Regions from separate parts of the Sus scrofa genome. Here region 1 is linked to region 2. The links are chromatin contacts, called in public Hi-C maps. All regions are on one chromosome and are shown on one strand. The core of a region is the stretch at or near the end of the contact, and the rest is flanking DNA. Distances in the headings are between cores, read along the strand shown. Region 1 overlaps CEP72 (centrosomal protein of 72 kDa). Region 2 overlaps BRD9 (bromodomain-containing protein 9).

Region 1 (5,724 bases), core at 157-2,656, 72 kb before region 2:
GTTGGGGCACCAGGCTCTGGGGACCAGGGGGCCTGCCCAGGGGAGGTGGGGTTAGGCAGCCCCTCCCTCCGCGCTCTCAGCCCTGGGGCTGCCTGCTGGTGGGGGATGTGCCACGAAGCGGGATGCCTGCCTTTCCCTTTGGTTCCACCGTCGCAGCCCCCGAATTCACGTGCCTCTGGACTCCAGGAGGTTTTGTCCAACTTGTCTGCACTCGTGTGGCTCTGTCCGCAGGATTACCTGCGGCAGCGTCTAGACAGATCTCTGGACGAGAGCAGCAGCCTAAAGTCCCTCCTGTGCAGCGTGAAGAAAGACGTGAGGGGCGCCGAGGCCCCAGCCGCGCTGACCGTGCAGATCACTGGTGCGTGCGTGCGTGTGTGCGCGTGGGCCTGTCCGCGGGCTGCGGCGTCGGCCCGTCCCTGTGATGAGAGGACAGGCCGCTCTGGCCCGAGGCCCCCTCCCCTGCTCCCTGGGGACCCGTCTCCTTGGCCGCGGCGCCTTCCAGCCCCAGATCCTTCCTCTTTCCTTCTCTTCACCATCCTGGATGACGTTCTGCCGATTTTGCGAGAGTGGACTTGGGATTTCAGTTCGGGGAGCAGCCCGCTCTGGGGTGACGTGGGTCCTGCGGGGGCTTCAGTCTCGCCAGGGATGTGCAGCCCGGGCGCCTGCTCTGTTTTCCTTCCTCCAGGGGCCTGGACTTGGTCCTAAAGGCCAGGCAGTGACTGTCCGGGGCGGGAGCACAGCCTCCCTGAGACCCTGTCCTCCTGTGTCGGCCAGGTCCTTGAGCCCTCGGCCTTCTTTTCATTGTCACGTATGGAACGTCACCACCATTTCTTTGGGCTGTCCTTGCATGCAGTCTTCTTCTGGGCGAGTCTGCCCCAGCTCCGTGGTTCTGGCTCCCCGGTTCTTTGGTGTCTGGCAGCCCCTCTCTTGTCTGGGGGGCTTTGGAGCAGGTGCAGGCACGGTCCTGATCCGCTCTGGAGGCGGCTCCCTCGTCTGCAGGTGCCTCATGCGTCTGTGTCGTTGTGCCCTCAGCACTGGCCTCCTGGAGTCCCATGTCAGTGTGGTGCCTCCCGTGGGGACTTCCAGGACCTGTCCCCACCTTGTCTGCAGAGCAGCCCTCATCTAGAAGGACCGACAGGCTGGCCGGGAGTGGTCACCCCACCTCTCCCTCGAGAGGAGGCCCAGCCTTCCTGTGTCAGCTGTGGTTCCCCAGCAGTCCCCTGGTCCTCAGGTCCGTGCACTGCCCCCTGCTGGCCGTCCCCCCCACACACACACCAAATAGGTGGAGGCCATGTGGGACCCTGGCCTGCTTTGTGTTTGGGATCTCGAAGCCACCTGATCACCAGGTTCTAGACTATTGTCACTGGGTTCCTGGTTTTGTCACATACTCTTGGTGTTCAGGGTGCTGGGCAGTCCCCAAACCCCGCAGCCCTGCCATCCCCCCAGACGCCTTTCACTCAGACCCCCACCTGGTCGTTGGGGTGGTATTGATTCTGAGAGGCGTTTTCTTAGCCCTCAGAGGATGTGTCCCCACTGCTGCTGAGGACCTTCTGTCACTGTCACTCCTTCTCTGCCTGGTGTGTGATGTCTACCCGCGGAGGAATTTGTATCCAAGAGCCCATAAGTCCGTTTCTTCCCCCCTCCAGTTGGAAACCCCGAGGCCACGGGGACGCCAGCCCCTCCCCCCAGAGCCCCAGGCTGCCCTCGGGCCCTTCCTGATGGCCAGCCAGCAGCAGATCCAGCCCGGGGACCTCCACCCACCTCTGCTCTGCACTGCGTGCGCCCCTCGGGGTGTCCAGAGGGCAGGGCTAGTGCTGGGCCCTGGGTGGGGCTGCCTTGATCACCCTCACGGCCTTTTCCGGGCTCTGTCCTTCCCCTGCATCCCAGGGGCACTTTAAACTCTGGAGCAGGTGGTGGAGCTTCTTGGTGGCACAGCGGATTGGGGGCCCGGTGTTGTCACTGCTGTGGCTCGGGTTTGACCCCTGGCCCGGGAACTTGTGTATGCTGTGGACGCAGCCAAAAAAAAAAAAAGCCTCTAGAATGGTTTTGGTCAGGAAACAGGAGTGAAATTTGCTGAACGTGACTCCGCCTTTTCTCGCAAGGGTTGCAGACCAGTGTGAAGAGGCTTTCTGGCGAGATCGTGGAGCTGAAGCAGCACCTGGAGCACTACGACAAGCTCCAGGAGCTCACCCAGATGCTGCAGGAGAGCCACAGGTGCCTGGGCTCCCGGGCTGGCCGCACCTGCCCCCTCGGCCGGGGCTCGTCTGCTCTCTTCCACGCACGGAGACTCCCCTTTCCTCCCTGGCTGTGTGCGCGCGGAGTCCAGCTTTCATTCAGTGGCCTGGGGGCTGAAAAGCGGGTGGCGGCTGCAGGAGGGCATAGGCCGCTGGGGTTCATCCCAGCCCCAGGCATGTGGGCAGCGCTCTGGCCCTACCCGCCCCTTTCCTCTGCTCTCCCCTCTCCTCTCACTCAGGCCACAGCCCCCTGGGCTCCTCGGAGCACAGCGCAGAGGGCAGGGCTGGGGCCCTAGGGCCAGGGCAGGGGGCGCTCGCCAGCCTGGTGGAGGGAGTGGCCCTGCGCCGGCTGCTGCTCGTGGTCCACAGACGGCCCTCGGTTGGTGCCGCCGGCGAGAGGGCCGCCTGGAAGCGGCAGCCCCTCTCTGTTCCTGAAACCCACCCGTGTTGAAAATGGTTCCAAGGGTGGAAAGTCAGGACTTCCCAACGATGCTGTGGCCACGGCAGCGTTAGGAAGAGGGCCCTTTCTGTTTGACCGGGAAGTAGAACTAGCTCAGTCTCTGGACCTGGAGCGGCAGGGGCCTCACCAGGCCCGAGGCGCTCGTCAGGCCGTAGACCCAGCCCCGCCGGGCAGTGGGAGGGCTCCACTCTGGTCTGCCCCGCGCTGAGCGCCACCCCTGCCTCCGCTCCAGGTCCCTGGTCAGCACCAACGAGCGGCTCCTGCAGGAGCTGGGCCAGGCGCGGGCGCAGCACCAGGCAGAGGTGGAGCAGCTGCACTGGAGCTACCGCGAGCTCAAGAAGACCATGGGCCTGTGCCCCGGCCGCCCCGGCCCCGGCCCCGGCCCCAGCCCCGGGGGCTGCTAGCCCTGGGCTCCGGCCCCACCAGCCGGCGCCCTCAGCGTCTCTCTCTCTGGAGGTGGCCGGCGAGCCTGGGCCTCATGTCCTGAAACACCCTAAAAAGACAGGCTCAAGCCGGGCCCCTCTCCTCTTTGAATGAGACAAACAGCATTCAGTTTTCATCCAGTATCTTGAGGTGGAGAAAATGCTGTATTTTTCTGCCTAATGCGCGAGAAAGCAGGTACGTATGAGGAGCAGAAAGTCAGCTACTGAGGAACGAGCAATGCTTGTGTAATAAACAGACCCGCTTTCGGAGATGTGCTTTCTCTCTCGTTAAAGCTGCGCTTCTCACTGGATGCCCGTGCGCCCAGTCGTGAGCGGGAACAGTTCCCGGACTGCACACAGGGAACCCTGGCACCACGCGGGCACTGGGGCACTCACCTCCATGTGATTCTCACTTCCTTTGGCAAAACGGAGTAGTTTGTTAATGGGGCGCCGCAGGTCGAGGGAGCAGAGCTGCGGGCCGGGGTGCTGGCGCCGCCGCTCGCCAGGATCAGGTGGTGGTTTTGGTAACTTCGCAGGGAAGGGTCATCCGTGTGTGTGTGTGTGTGTGTGTGTGTGTGTGTGGAGCGGGGGGGTGGGGGGTGGTCCTCATCAGATCTTCTGTGTGTGTAAAGATTCACTAATCAGTCCTGAGCTTGGGGAAGAGCCCCCTGCTGTCACTTTGTTTCTCGCTTGGAGTGGGATGAGCTTCTTGGACCTGAGTTTGTATTTTTCACCAAATGTAGACACGTTTTGGCCAGCACTTCTTGGTATTTCTTACCTGGCCCGGCCTCTCCCCCGCACCCCAGCTCCGGGGCTCCAGTTCCTCGGCACCGGACTCCCAGGCCTGGCCCGCCCCTAACTCGGGTCTCCTTGGTTTTCTGGAGCTTCATTTGATGGTCTCTGCTGTCCAGTCGGCATTGATAGCTCTTTTCTTCAGGCACCACGTCATGTCTGCGTGGGCCTTGACGCCCTCGGCTCCACTGCTGGCCTCAGGGCCTGTCGTGAGGTTGGGCAAGTGGCTACACGTGCTGTCCTGGGCCCAGCCCAGCACGCCGTCCACACAGCGGGACTGCGGCTCTGAGGACGGCCAGCCTCTGTCTCCGGTGCTGTGCGCCTTGCGCTGCTGCTCTTGCCGGGGCGGGCATCGTCACTCTCTCGTTGCCCTCTGGTCTCAGGAGTCTGTAGATGATGGTAGCCGTCCCTTCCCTGCACTGTGCCTGGAATTTTCTTTTTTAGATTTTTTCCCCATTATGGGTTATTACAGGAGATTGAGTATAATTCTCTGTGTGTACGGTAGGTCCTTTTTAGTTTTATAGAGAGGGAGAGAGCAGTGTGTATCTGTTAATCCCAAACTCCTGATTTATCCCTTCCTTCTATGTCTGCGAGTCTGTCTCTGTTTTGTAAATAAAAGAAGACATTATTTGTGCCATTTTTTTAGAGTCCATGTGTAGGTGATACATGATACTGGTCTTTGTCTGACTTAGGTCACTTGTAAATACTCTCTAGTTGCATCCATGTTGCTACAAATGGCACTGGTTCCTTTTTTGTGGCTGAGTCCTAGTCCACTGTGTATACGCACCACATCTCCTTATCCGTCCTCTGCCGACGGGCCTTTAGGCTGCTTCCAGGTCTCAGCTCTTGTGCCTAGTGCTGCTCTGAACATGTGGGTGACGCGTGTGTCTTTCTGAACATGGCTTCTCTGCATGTGCGCGAGGAGCAGGGTAGCTGGACCACATGGACGCTCTATTTCTGGTTTTTTCGGGACCCTCCACGCCATTCTCCATGGCGGCTGCACCAGTTTACTCTCTGGGGGGATTTCTACCTGATTCAGAAGGATTCTGGTTCTGGGGTGTGGCAGACCCTCTCGGGGGCCGTCCGTGCGCCTCCCTGCTGCGGGAGCCTGTGAGTGAAGGAGGTGTCTTTCGGGGTGGCCCTAGGTGGCACCTGCCTGCTGCCACCCCCGCTGGACCCTGTGGGCGAGACACACGCCTCACTGCCCAGCCCGGTCCGGACCGTAGGCCTCCCAGCGCCTCTTCTCTTAGTTTCCATAAGTTACAGCTCTCCAGGAATTTGCTCATCTTGCCTAATTTTCAAGTTTTTTGATACAATGTTCAATCTTAATGACATGTCAGTAGCGTCAGCATTTGAGGTTGTGTCTCTGGCAGAGATGTAGGGGCAGTTGTGTCCTTGCAAGCAAGACTTGCTGTTGCAGGGAACAGAGGCAGCCGCTCGGTGCCAGGCTCTGGCCAGGCCCCTACCTGGGCACCCTGCTCCCGCGCCTGGCCCCCCCACCCGCCTTGGCACCATTCCTTGCCCACTCCTCCCTCAGAGGCGACGGAACTCGTAGCAGCTTTTCTTTTCTGTCTGCTCCATCAGCTAACCTGGCTGGTACACTGTGCTCTAAACCTGCCGTCTGATTCTAGGCACTTTTCCTTGTGTGGCTTTTTTCCCTTTCTACCACTGCCGTTTTTAGATTCTTGCCTATCATTTGCATTTCCGCCTGTGCAGGGTTGGAAGCCTTGTGGCGTGGCGTCACGGCCCACCTGTGTTTCTGTGGCCGCACATGCCCCCGTGGCACTGCACGAGCCAGGAGCATGCAGGCCGGCTT
Region 2 (5,281 bases), core at 1,215-3,714:
GAGACAGGCGTCTGCCCGCTTTCTGGGGGGGTCCTCGCTTGTTAAACTCGGGGTCCCTAGGCCGAGAAAGGCCGTGTACTTCCCCTGAATGAGGGCCCTGGAGGACACCCTGGTCCCCACGCAGCTTTGGGACTACGAGCAGTGACAGCAGAAAGAGACCCGATTCTGAGAGGCTGTCGGGCCCACAGGACTGGCTGGGGCTCTTCCAGACACACAGAGCCCCCAAATTCCTAAGATTAACCCTTCACGTCAGCGCAGCCGCCTGCCCAGGGAGTGCTGGGGGCGGGGCCCGGGGGGGAGCGGGGGCCCTGGGGTCCCGGGGGCGGGAGCAGGTGCCCTGGGGTCCCGGGGGCGGGGCGGGCAGGGCGCCCGCGGGCCTCACCCAGGTGATGCTGGTCCCTGTCCGAGGCGTTGGACAGGGAGCTGAGGTTGGACGACGGCCGGGAGCCCCCGCGCTCTGCCTGCGCCTCGTGCAGGTCCTGGAGGAGCTTCGTGGTCTCGTCCAGGCTCAAGGGGCCATCATCATGGTCCAGCTCCTTCTTCACCTTCCCTGCAGACAAGGGGCCATGGCATCTGCGCTCCAGAGGGCTGCGGCCTGAGCGAGCGCCACCTGCGCCCGCGTGAGGACGACCTCACGGGGTCAAGAGCGGCACACGCGCCGGTGATCACCTTCGTCCCAGGCCCGGCAGGGGGACCCTGACTGCGGCTCTGGGCCCTAAGAATGCCTGGAAGCAAAGCCTGGACAGGGCCGACCCTCAAAGTCGCCCGATGACCCGTCCACACGGCGCAATCAGAGGCGGTGGCTAAGTCTAGTGCCTGCAGCCGGCCTCCAACAAATGGCGAGAGGCAGGCGGAGGAGCGGGGGCCGTGGCCCCACCAGGGAGGAACACGGCAAACGAGATACAGGACAGTGACCTGGGAACACGCGCCACCTGTTCAAAAGGCAAGGGACAGAGAAGGGAGGCAGGAGTGGAGGACACGGAAAGGCCGGGTGGAGCTTCCAGGATGAAAAGGGGAGCAGGGAACCTGGGGGCCAGCAGATCAGCCGGCGGGAGGAGCGCCCGGGGCCCTCCGAGGCTGCCTGGCACCTGAAACCGAGCAGAGCAAAAAGGAGCTGAGGCAAGTGGCAGAAGTGGGCCAGGGGAGAGCTGAAGCGCCTGGGGCCAAAGCCCCCCATGCAGTAAAAACCAGGAACCACTGGCCAACAGCTAAACGTAACCCAAGAAGAACGAAATGAAGGGACAGCAAACTAGGGCACGTTCTAATCAAACCACGGAAACCCCAGCAACATGCAGAAAATCTGAGTCTCAGCCAGAGAAAGGAGAGCTGGTGAGCAACAGGCCGGCCCCTGGGAGAGCACGGACGGCCCGCTCCAGGGCGAGGGCTCCGCTCCAGGGCGAGGGCTCCGTGCGCCTCCAGAGTGCCCTGTGGGATGAAGGGAACGGAGCCGGGACGGCTGTGCCAGCCGCGGGCGAGGGAGCCAAGGCCGACACGGGGGCGGGGGGAGGGGGGATTGGGTGGGAGGGACACAGCGCTGCCGCTGCCCCGCCCATGGGATCAAGGGGCCCCAGTGGACGACCCCTGAGGTCAGAAAGGAGCCAGGCAGGCGCTGGCTGGGGGTCCTCTTCTACGGCCAGCTGGCCGGGCAAGCCGCCCTCCCGGGAGCAAGCGGGGCACCCCCCGGGCCAGGCCTGGGCGGAAACGCCCTGCACGACCTACCCAGACAGCCGAGCACGGAGATGTCCAGAGAGACGTCTGAATAGGACTTCATGGCCATGAAGTCCAGGGCGGAGCCGCCGTCCCCGAGAGGGTCCCCGGCCTGCAGGAGACAGTCACGTGAGACAGAGGAGAGGGGGACTGAGCGGGCCAGGAACGCCACCGGGTAGGAAAGGCCTGCTCTGCGGTGCTGCAGTTCAGGCAGCACGGGGCCCAGGCTCACGAGCGGCCGCCCTCAGCCGGACCAACGAGGACGGCTGCTGGTCTCGGGACCCACGGGTGCTGAGGAAACACGGGGCACAGGAGCCCCGCGGGGCGCAGGCGGTCTTCAGGAACCAAGCAGGGAACATGGCAGGTTCCCAGCAGCGCACACGCCCCGGCTCTGCCCGGAGGCCCCGACACTTCCTGCCCCCTTCGCAGGAGCGCCCTGCCTTCCCCAAAGCGCGGGCCCCCGCACACACATCTCCCAGCCCCGTCCGCTGCTTCAAGGGCCAGCGCGTAGCTAAAGCTGAGGGAGTCTCTGCGACCACCTGCAGGGTTCTGGGGGGTCACCACGTCACCGCAGGCCCGCGACTTCCGCCGGATCGCACTCGTTCATGCTGCTGCTGGGTCCCGTCACCGCTGCAGAGTTCTTGGGGGATGACAAGCCCTCCCCCGAGGACACGGGAGCGGCACCGTTTCTTCCCCAAGGAGCAAACAGAGCTCCACGAGCCTGGCGGGCGCCGGTGTCCTTCGCAGGCTCCACCCTCCCCTCTCCCAGGGTCACAGCTCAGAGCTCCCAGCCTGCACGGTGGGGACAGACGTCTGCTGCCACCCAGAGGAGGGACGAGGCCTCTACCGCCGAGCAAGGGTGTACGGGACCGGGGACCCCTCTCCTCTCCTGGGGGCCGCCCTGGCCCTGGGGATCCATGAACATGCTGCCCCCACTCGGCGTCCATCAAACCGACTTGTCTGTGCTCTGACAGCTTCTCCCTCGAGCAAACTGTTCCGTGCTGACTCAAGACCACAGACAAGCCAGGCTCAGCTCAGGAGCCCGGTGACCGGCGAGGCCCCAGGGCCACTGCTGCCACAAATTCCTACAGGAGTCCCGCGACCACCGCGGTGCTCTGACACCAGAGACCGCGGCTCGCAGCCATTAGCTGCCACGCTCTCTCCCCCCTCGGCCGGATCTGCTCGCCCATCTCGCGGGGGGACCCGTGTCCCAAGGCCCTGACCAAAGGTACGTTAAAGAGGTCGGGCCCGGCCGCCCACGGGCCTCCGGGGAGACGCCCGCGCAGCCCCCCAATCCTCCAAAAGCCCGCCGACGGGAGCCTGACACTCTGCCGGGTGCCGACCCCGGCCACCAAGGCCAGGGAACCCCGCAGCCCAGGCCCCACACCCCACCCTGCGCTGCGGCCTCCGGACCGCAGGAGGGGAGACCCCCTTCCGCCTCCTCGTCAGAACCGAACGGGCGTCCAAACACACATCAAAGGCCGGCGTCCCAGCGGGGCCCTAACGACGAGGCTCTTCCTACCTCGTCCCTGGGACTCACCTTGGCCTCGTCCGGAGGCTTCACCGGGACGTTTCTCCTCTGCAAGGCAAAGCAGACAAGACCAGGTGTCCAGAAGAATCTCACACAGACGGCTCGCCTGCCCGCGAGGGAACAGCTGCCCATCCAGGGCTCAGCTGGCCTCGTGGGCAGGCATCCTGTGAATCACGGTGGCCCTGCGTGGGCAGCGACGCTGGGGCCGCCAACCCCGAGTGACACGGAGCTGAAGCAGTGCGCCACCTGCCCACAGCCCCGGGGGCGTGGATGGAAGAGAACGGGAGACACGGCGCCCCGGCCACAGGGCAGCGCGGGGAACAGCCAAAGGGTGAGGACGCCTGCGCCCACCTCCCTTGGGGGGCCGGGGCCCCGGGCCAGGCACCCCCTCCGGCCGGCTAGAGCCTGTGTGCCAGCACCATGCCGCTCTGGTGACGGGAGCCTGGCAGCGCAGCTCAGGTCTGAGGGCGGCGCCCCAGCTCTGGTCAGTCAGGCTCTCCTGTGTTTCCTCAGGAATTTTAAGATCATGGTTCCGGCTCTGTGGAAAGTGCCACTGCTGTTTCGGGGGGGACCCCACTGACTGTGTGCAGGTGAGCTTAGGTCCTGCGGCCCGTTAACAAGGCCTGTTCTGCCAATCCACGCAAAGACAGCCCACGCAGTAAGGGTCCTGGGAAAACCGGACAGCACGTGCAAATAAAGAGAGCAGAACACCCTCCAATGAAACACACTCTGGAGTTCCCACTGTGGCTCAGCGATAATGAACCCAACCCACATCCGCGAGGATGCGGGTTTGATCCCTGGCCTCGCTCAGTGGGTTAAGGATCCAGCACTGCCGTGAGCCGTGGTGTAGGGTGCAGATGTGGCTCGGATCTGGTGTGGCTGTGGCTGTGGTGTAGGTCGGCAGCTACAGCTCCAACTCGACCCCTAGCCTGGGAGCCTCCATAGGCTGCAGGTGCGGCCCTAAAAAAGCAAAAAACCCAAATAGACTCAAAATAGACTGAAGACCCAAATGTGGTCCACACACACCATGGACTACTACTCGGACATGAAAAAATGAAATTTTGCCATCTGCAACAACACAATGAATGGATCTGGAGAGTATTGTGCCAAGTGAAAAACAAATACTGTATGTTCTCCCTCAGAGGCAGCATCTAAAACATGTAACAAACCAGTGAATAGAACCAAAAAGAAACAGCCTCACAGACACAGAGAACAAACGGGTGGCTGCTGGTGGGGAGAAGGAGGGCGGGGGGTCAAGCGCCGCGCTATCAAACCTAAGACCCACCACGGGAAAAGGCTGCATGGCGCGCAAAGCATCGTCACCCTTGCACGCTCACTTCAAGTGCAGGGAAACCTCTCAAAGTCGCTTATCTCTATGCTGTACACCGGACACACCTCTGCGTTAAAAAAAGCTTACACAGAAAGAAAGAACATATTTGAAGAGTGAAAATATTCCAAGTTTGATGGAAACTATAAACCAATGGACCCAAGCAGCTCAACCAATGTTAAGCGGAATGAATACAAAGAAAAGCACATAAGGAGTTCCCGTCATGGCACAGCAGAAATGAATCCAACCAGCATCCACAAGGACGCGGGTTCCATCCCTGGCCTTGCTCAGTGCGCTGCAGTTCCGGCGTTGCTGTGGCTGCAGTGTAGGCCGGAAGGGAAGTGATGAAAAGCCGTCACAAAGAACAAAACTTAAAAGCATTTAGAGCAGCAGGCAGCACGTTTTCTCCAAACAGGCCAAGGGCAACCCCTTGAAGCTTTGTGGCCACACGTGGCCTGTGGCACATGGACATTCCTGGGCCAGAGATGGAATCCAAGCTGTGGCTGTGGCCTGCATCACAGCCGTGGCAACGCCAGGCCCTACACCGGGCGGGGGTCAAAGCTGCACCTCCGCAGAAACTGAAGCCGCTGCATGCAGTCGGATTTTTTTTTTTTGCTGCCCTGCAGCATATGGAGTTTCCGGGCCAGGGGTCAGATCCTGAACCCACTGTGCCAGTCCAGGGATCGAAGCTGCATCCTGGTGCTCCCAGGACACCA

Evidence for each region. Hi-C and Micro-C count contacts between places; a contact is called where the count stands out from the background.
Region 1: a contact with region 2 is called in a Hi-C map of omental adipose tissue, with 2.0 times the contacts expected there. The contact joins two enhancer-like sites. A contact is called at or near these places in 1 of 5 promoter capture datasets (liver), 18 of 47 Hi-C or Micro-C datasets (alveolar macrophages, brain, embryonic fibroblasts and 10 more) and 2 of 2 datasets of contacts at active chromatin or transcription factors (alveolar macrophages and skeletal muscle).

Annotation. Positions count from the first base shown.
Region 1 is chr16:79,556,708-79,562,431 of Sscrofa11.1, reverse strand. CEP72 (centrosomal protein of 72 kDa) reads left to right here. Exons shown (of 12, transcript XM_021076670.1): 10 at 232-358; 11 at 2,103-2,214; 12 at 2,927-3,386. The coding sequence ends at 3,098. Among named protein-coding and RNA genes, the nearest start is that of TPPP, 24 kb to the right of the region's middle. Within about 2 kb of position 1,406, at least 2 of the 83 cell types and tissues checked have an H3K27ac peak or open chromatin away from gene starts, as enhancers often do. A contact at or near this core is called in omental adipose tissue, where this site is marked.
Region 2 is chr16:79,486,209-79,491,489 of Sscrofa11.1, reverse strand. BRD9 (bromodomain-containing protein 9) reads right to left here. Exons shown (of 16, transcript XM_021077128.1): 13 at 3,248-3,286; 14 at 1,720-1,819; 15 at 383-550. Among named protein-coding and RNA genes, the nearest start is that of BRD9, 15 kb to the right of the region's middle. Within about 2 kb of position 2,464, at least 3 of the 83 cell types and tissues checked have an H3K27ac peak or open chromatin away from gene starts, as enhancers often do. A contact at or near this core is called in omental adipose tissue, where this site is marked.